Regions from separate parts of the Sus scrofa genome. Here region 1 is linked to region 2. Evidence: chromatin contacts called from public HiChIP or PLAC-seq data. All regions are on one chromosome and are shown on one strand. Each heading gives the region's core, a stretch centred on a gene start, on an enhancer-like site or on the middle of the called end of the contact. The rest is flanking DNA. Distances are from core to core; before and after follow the strand shown. Region 1 holds the start of LOC100522040 (formiminotransferase N-terminal subdomain-containing protein-like). Region 2 holds the start of COQ10B (coenzyme Q-binding protein COQ10 homolog B, mitochondrial).

What was found. HiChIP or PLAC-seq counts read pairs in DNA pulled down with a chosen protein or histone mark.
Region 1: a contact with region 2 is called in an H3K27ac HiChIP or PLAC-seq map of skeletal muscle, with 6 times the contacts expected there. The contact joins the promoter of LOC100522040 here to the promoter of COQ10B in region 2. A contact is called at or near these places in 1 of 5 promoter capture datasets (liver) and 1 of 2 datasets of contacts at active chromatin or transcription factors (skeletal muscle).

What each region holds. Positions count from the first base shown.
Region 1 is chr15:103,541,537-103,544,554 of Sscrofa11.1, forward strand. LOC100522040 (formiminotransferase N-terminal subdomain-containing protein-like) reads right to left here and starts at 1,621. Exons shown (of 7, transcript XM_021075940.1): 1 at 1,407-1,621. The coding sequence starts at 1,484.
Region 2 is chr15:101,336,654-101,339,585 of Sscrofa11.1, forward strand. It overlaps COQ10B (coenzyme Q-binding protein COQ10 homolog B, mitochondrial), which reads left to right and starts at 1,359. Exons shown (of 5, transcript XM_001928774.5): 1 at 1,359-1,657. The coding sequence starts at 1,536. SF3B1 (splicing factor 3B subunit 1) reads right to left here and starts at 1,365. Exons shown (of 26, transcript XM_001928794.4): 1 at 1,064-1,365.

The DNA.
Region 1 (3,018 bases), core at 371-2,870, 2.2 Mb after region 2:
AAAACGTTTGGTTTATGGATTACATTTTAGTAATCCTCTACCTAACAAGAGATGGTAACAACATGCATGTGATTCACAAAATAAAATGAAGGTTGATTGCTGAAATATGGTTATATATTCATTATTATATAATTAGCCTCTGCTTCTTTTTAACCAGTTACTTTTAGGAAGCAGCAGATATACTTGGTAAAATTAAATTTGATTGGTTACTATTATGATGTCAGATGAAACTCAATAATTAGACCAGAGTAGGCTATCATATTATACCTCTCTGAAGTCACTAAGTATATATAAGTATATGTAAGAAAACTACATTTTATCATTTACTCATTTGTATTCATACTTCAAGGCTACTTATTGATATTTGATATGTGGAGTAAAGAAAAGAGCGTGTGTACTTAAGTACACACATATATAGACCCAGAAGAGTTAATATATGAAGTGCCTAGTTCAACTTCTGGCCTACAATATGCCTCAATAAATGTTGGCTGTAATATTTTAAATTCTCACTATTATTTCTCCCACACATTACCTTACAGTGCCCTGCCTCACAAGGACTTTAGAACACTGGGCTCCCCCCTTCCTCGTCTTTTGCATACTTTTAGTTAAATCTTATTCATACTCAACTGGGTACAGATAATTGTTGGACACCTATGACTTTCCTAGTGTTCAAGCTGGTTTTTGAAAACCCTAAAATAGCAAGTCCCGTTGGCTGTAAACACCAACGACATCAAAATGACATCAAATGTGTAACAACTAAAGCTTGTTCCCATTTCCCCCATCCCACTCCTTGTGTCCTGCTCCCTGCTACCAGAGACGCATTAGACTTCATAACTAAATCAAGTCTCAGGAACCTAGAAATCTTTGTGTGTCCGCAGGGAAACGCGAGGGTGTGAGAAGAGGGAGATTTTCTTCATGCAGAACACGTAAAAGACCTCCCACAGAAGTTCTGTCCCACAGGACAGAGTTACTCTATTATCTCTGGGGCTGTGTCTCTTTTAAGGCCCGAAGGACTAGAAAAACCTCACCTGAAAGTTGAGTCTACAGAAAGAGGGGCATGGTATACTCAAAACTCTCTACCCCACTACTGGACAGCGACCTTCGGCAGCCTCTGCTATAGGAATGTCACAACGGCTGCCCTTCCCGCTGGGAGTCCTCGGCTCACTCCCTCTTCCTTTGCGTTTCCTCAGGTTCCTTCCGAGACTTCCGTTCGAACTTCCCGCTGGTGCAGAACCCACCAATCATAAACGTCCTTCCCGGGCCACGCCCCCTCGTCGCCTCCTCCCGGGAACCCGAGTCGAATTTCGCGCACACCCCTCCTTCCGTGACGCACGCTGCGCGCGGACGTCGGCCTCTGACGCCACTTTGCCCCCACTGCAGGTCCCGCCCGGGCCGTTCCTGCTGACCGTTGGGTGCCGCCGGGCCGAAGTTCCTCCCTCGAGACTTTCCCCACCACACGAACCGCTCTGGCGGCGGCGACCCATGTGGGGGTTCAGGCTCCTGCGGTCGCCGCCGCTGCTGCTTCTTCTGCCGCAACTCGGAATCGGAATCGCCGCGACCTGCTCTCAGGCCAGAACCATGAACCTTGGCGGCAGCAGCAGCAGCGGCGGCGCGCTCTGCTCCTCGGCCGAGGGGCTCCGACCGCAGTGCCTGCGGCTGTCCACGGTGCCGGGTGCAGATCCGCAGCGCTGCAACGAGTTGCTCCTGCTGGCGGCGGGGGCGGTGGCCGCGGGGGAGGGACAGGAACCGCGGAACCTCCCTGGGGACCCGACGAAGGTGGAGCCGCAAACGCCGCCCCAGCATCACGTTCTCTATTTCCCCGGGGATGTGCAGGTAACCTGCGGCCTTCCTGGGCACCTGTTCCTTTCCCTTGTGGCTATGAGAATTCTCTAGATTCTTCCGTCATAGCTGCTGCCTGATTCCGTGCCTCGCCTGAACACACCCACACGTGTGCTAACCCGGGTGGCTCCACGAAATCCCAAATCGCCCCTTCCACGCCCCTAATCCCCTCCTCATAGAGCCCCAGAGGAAGGCTGTGTTTGGAGGGCTACAACCTGGAAAGAGCGAGCTGGCAGTCCAGGAAGTGGAATTTAAGACATAGAAATGAGACAGATAATGTATATTTATTCTACAACTTGGTTTCTCAGAGGGGTGTGTGTGTGTGTGGGTGTTGGGCAGGAGACGGAGAGATGGCTTTTAAATTAGTATGTAGTGTTCAAAAAACGCTGGCAGTTATTAAAAAAGCAAACAAGTAAACAAAAAAGGCTTTACTAGGTGTGACATTCTCAGTAACCCTAAGAAAGGGACAGTAATTGCTAAGCATGTCAATACTTTGATGCTCACTTAAATTCTGTACTTTTGTTTTTGTGAATGAGTGTGTGTGTGTGTGTGTATGTGTGTGTGTTTAGGGCCACACCCACGGCATATGTAAGTTCAAATCTGAGCTGTAGCTGCTGGCCTTACACCACAGCCATAGCAACGCTGGATCCTTACTTAAGCCACTGAACGAGGGCAGGGATGGAACCCATGTCCTCATGGATACTAGTCGGATTTGTTTCCGCTAAACCACCACGGGAAGTCCTAGTGTGTGATATTATCTTTATTATTAATTTTGTGGCTGCAGGATATGTTGTCTTGGAAAGCTGGATCTTAATCTAAAACTGCTGTTGTCATTAGTACAGTAGCCATTAGTTATATATGACTTTAAATTAATTAAAATTAAATAGAATTAAAAATCCAGTTTCTTAGTCGCACTAACTTCAGGTGCTCAGTAGCACCAAAGGTTTCTAAGTGCTGTAATGGACAGTGCAAATACAGAGCATTTCTATGGACTATTTCCATCAACTGCAGAAAGTTCTCTTGGGTAGTGCTAGTGTTATCAGGTAAAGCTAGAATATGGCTAAATGTGTTTGTTGAACTGTGAAACAATTAGTTTATTAAACAGTTTATTGCTTTTGAAATTAATGCTTTAAAACAATGTGCCTGCCAACTTTGTGCCCTGAGTCAAGTGATGACGAA
Region 2 (2,932 bases), core at 109-2,608:
ACAGATTTTTAGCCCCCATTTGTGGAAGCACTGTCATCTACTAAAACTCAACCAGAGTTTATTATCACCTTTAAGTTTATATTATTCTTTCCTTTGCTGAGAAGTCAAATGAGTACTCTACACTGTCATCTATTACAAAAATTCCTTTATTTGCCTTATAAGTTTTAATTGGTAAACTATTCAATTGGGTGACTCAATTCAATAGATATTTTCTTGTGTCTGGGAAGAGTTCAGTGAGAAAATTTTGGATTTAACAAAAGAAGGCCTTGGCGTTCCCGTTGTGGCTCTGCGGTAATGAATCCGACTAGTATCCATGAAGATATGAGTTTGATTCTGGCCCTGCTCAGTGGGTTGCTGTAGCTGTGGCGGAGGCCAACAGCTGCAGCTCTGATTCAACCTCGAGCCTGGAAATTTCCATATTCCTAAAAAGTCCAAAAAAAAAAAAGCCTTATATTAAGTACACAAGTACATCATGTCTTGCACTGAAAATGTTAACAGGCCTTCTAGTTAACAATACCAGTAGTTTGCAATAGGAGTCAGTAGGATGTCCTAGTGCAATGCCTGTATTTTGTAGACAACTGGTAACCACTGGGGTATTGAGTGGGGGAGTAATACGGTTAAGATGTGTTTTAATGTAAATCAACTATACTTCAATAAAACTTTTTAAAACGTGTTTTAAAGCAATATGTTTGAGGCAATATTTAAAGTTCAAGACAAGAAGAGCAGGGACTGGGTATTCGAAAGTAATCTGATATTGGATTATTTCGATGCAGCTCAGAACCACCTCAATGGACAAGAACCTCCTGTGTTGTACTGGAAAATGCTTAATATGCTTTCTAGCAACGGATTTCAACTGCACAAAGCATTATCACATACGAACACCAATTAAAATGTTGCCTACACAGGCAGAAAGCAAACGCCCCCGAGTCTCTTTCCTAACGACATGGCCTTACACTGCCCTCACACCAACCTCACTGGGTAAGCACGGCAGGTACTGTATTAGACAATCATTAACAACAAGACTGACGGCCAGCAGGGATGGCAGGTCCGACCCAGCACTCACCGGTTTGGATAGTTACATAACTAACACCTAGAATTTCGGGCTTCCTCCCGCCCCCGGGCTGCGCTCATGTGGCGAGCCTCACGACCGGAAACAGCACCCAAGAGAACCGCGGCGGTTGACGAATCCGGGGAAGAGTTCCAGCGCGGGAAGGGGGGTGAGCGGTCACCGTGGACCTTACGTAAGGCGCCCAAGCGCGCGGCAGGAACTAGAGAGTGGCCGGCGGAAAGAGGTGGGTACCGATGGCCCTACGCCCCCTCTGATTGGCAGGAAGGATGACGAGCGCGTTTACAGGACGCCCTGCGGCAGTGGGAATGTGCGTCAGCTCTGCGCAATCTGGGAGGGAGAAGGGGCGTGTCTGGCGGCTCAGGGGGCCCGCCGATTGGCTGGAAGGCGCCGGCGCCGGGAAGGTCGGGCCCCGGGAAGGAGGGCGGTGCCGTCTGCCTGGTCCCAGAGGCGCACCGGCTTCGGTAAGATGTTTGTGGCAGCTCGGACAGGCCAGAGAACCTTGAGAAAGGTGGTCTCGGGATGCCGTCCAAAATCGGCGACAGCGACCGGAGTCCCGGCTCCTGCGCAGGGGCCTCCGCGGAACATCAGGTAATGAACAATGGGTTCGCCGCATTGGGGGTAGTTTTCCGCCCAGCCTTGCCGAGCAAAGGGACCGGGGTCATTTGGGGTGAAATAGGCGAGCCCGATGAGTTTCCCGGTCTCTGGAGAGAAAGGGTAGGTCTGCTGCCTTTGGGGCCGCGCGCATTCCCCGCCCGCCCCCCCGCGTTGGGCTGAGGCTCGCTGGCCTGTTCCGGATGCCCCGTCTGTTTGTAGTTCGTTGCCCTCGCGAGAGGCGGTGAATCATCCGCCTAGCGACTTTAGAAGCAGCTGATAAAGCAGCTCCGCGGAGGTGCCTTTGGGCTCTTCCGGGCCTACTTATGCTGCTCTCGGAAAGTTAACTGCAGCGCCAGAGTTGCGAGTTGATGGGTTTGTGGGAGTTTGTTGCCTGGCGGTGAGCGTGCCCAATGGCCAGACTTGCTTTCTCAGTTTCTTGTTAACAGTTTTTGCCCCCGGCCTTTGGTGCTTGCTAAACTCAATTGAAGCCGAAATAGGGGACTTGTGGATTTTGTTTTCCGTGCTGTTGGAGCTTAGCGATCCTGTAACACCTTGAGCCAGAATCTGCCTTCACTTTTCCTGGTTGTTGGGTTTTTTTTGTTAGGTGATGGAGGTGGAGACATGAAGGATTCCATACTTAGACCGCGTAGTTTCCATTTATTAATGACATTTTAATACATTATGCTCGAAAATTAAAATTAACGTTTAACATGAATTCCAGTTGTAAACTGTACAGGGTGGAGAGAGAAGGCACAAATTTGGATTCGCTCCAGAACTTTTAGATTCAATAAATTTTTTAAATACCAACAAGCCAAATTAGTAGCTTATTTTATTTCTACTGTTCTGCTTCATTTAGCAGAGTAACTATTACTAATTTTTATTGGTATACTACCACTTTAAAGCAAAGTGTATGAGTTTACTCAGAAAATGTTGTTAGTATTATTACTACCTTTAAAATTCACTGAACATATTTTTAAGGATTTTCAGGAACACATGACACCCTTAGTCTAAGAGATGAATCTACGGGATAAGTTCATTCATACAGTTCATGTATTTGATCCTTTTCCACAGTCATGCAGCATTTAGTTAACCATTTTCATTGACTTATCTTACATTACCTTTGGAAATAAACCCATCTAATTTTTATAAACAGCTTTAATTTTTCAAAAGCTTTTTCTTGTATTTTTGAAGCCATATTCTCAGGTATCCCCCTCATCTGCTGGCTGAGTGTTCTTCAACCATTCTTACCATTCTTTTTTTTTTTTTTTT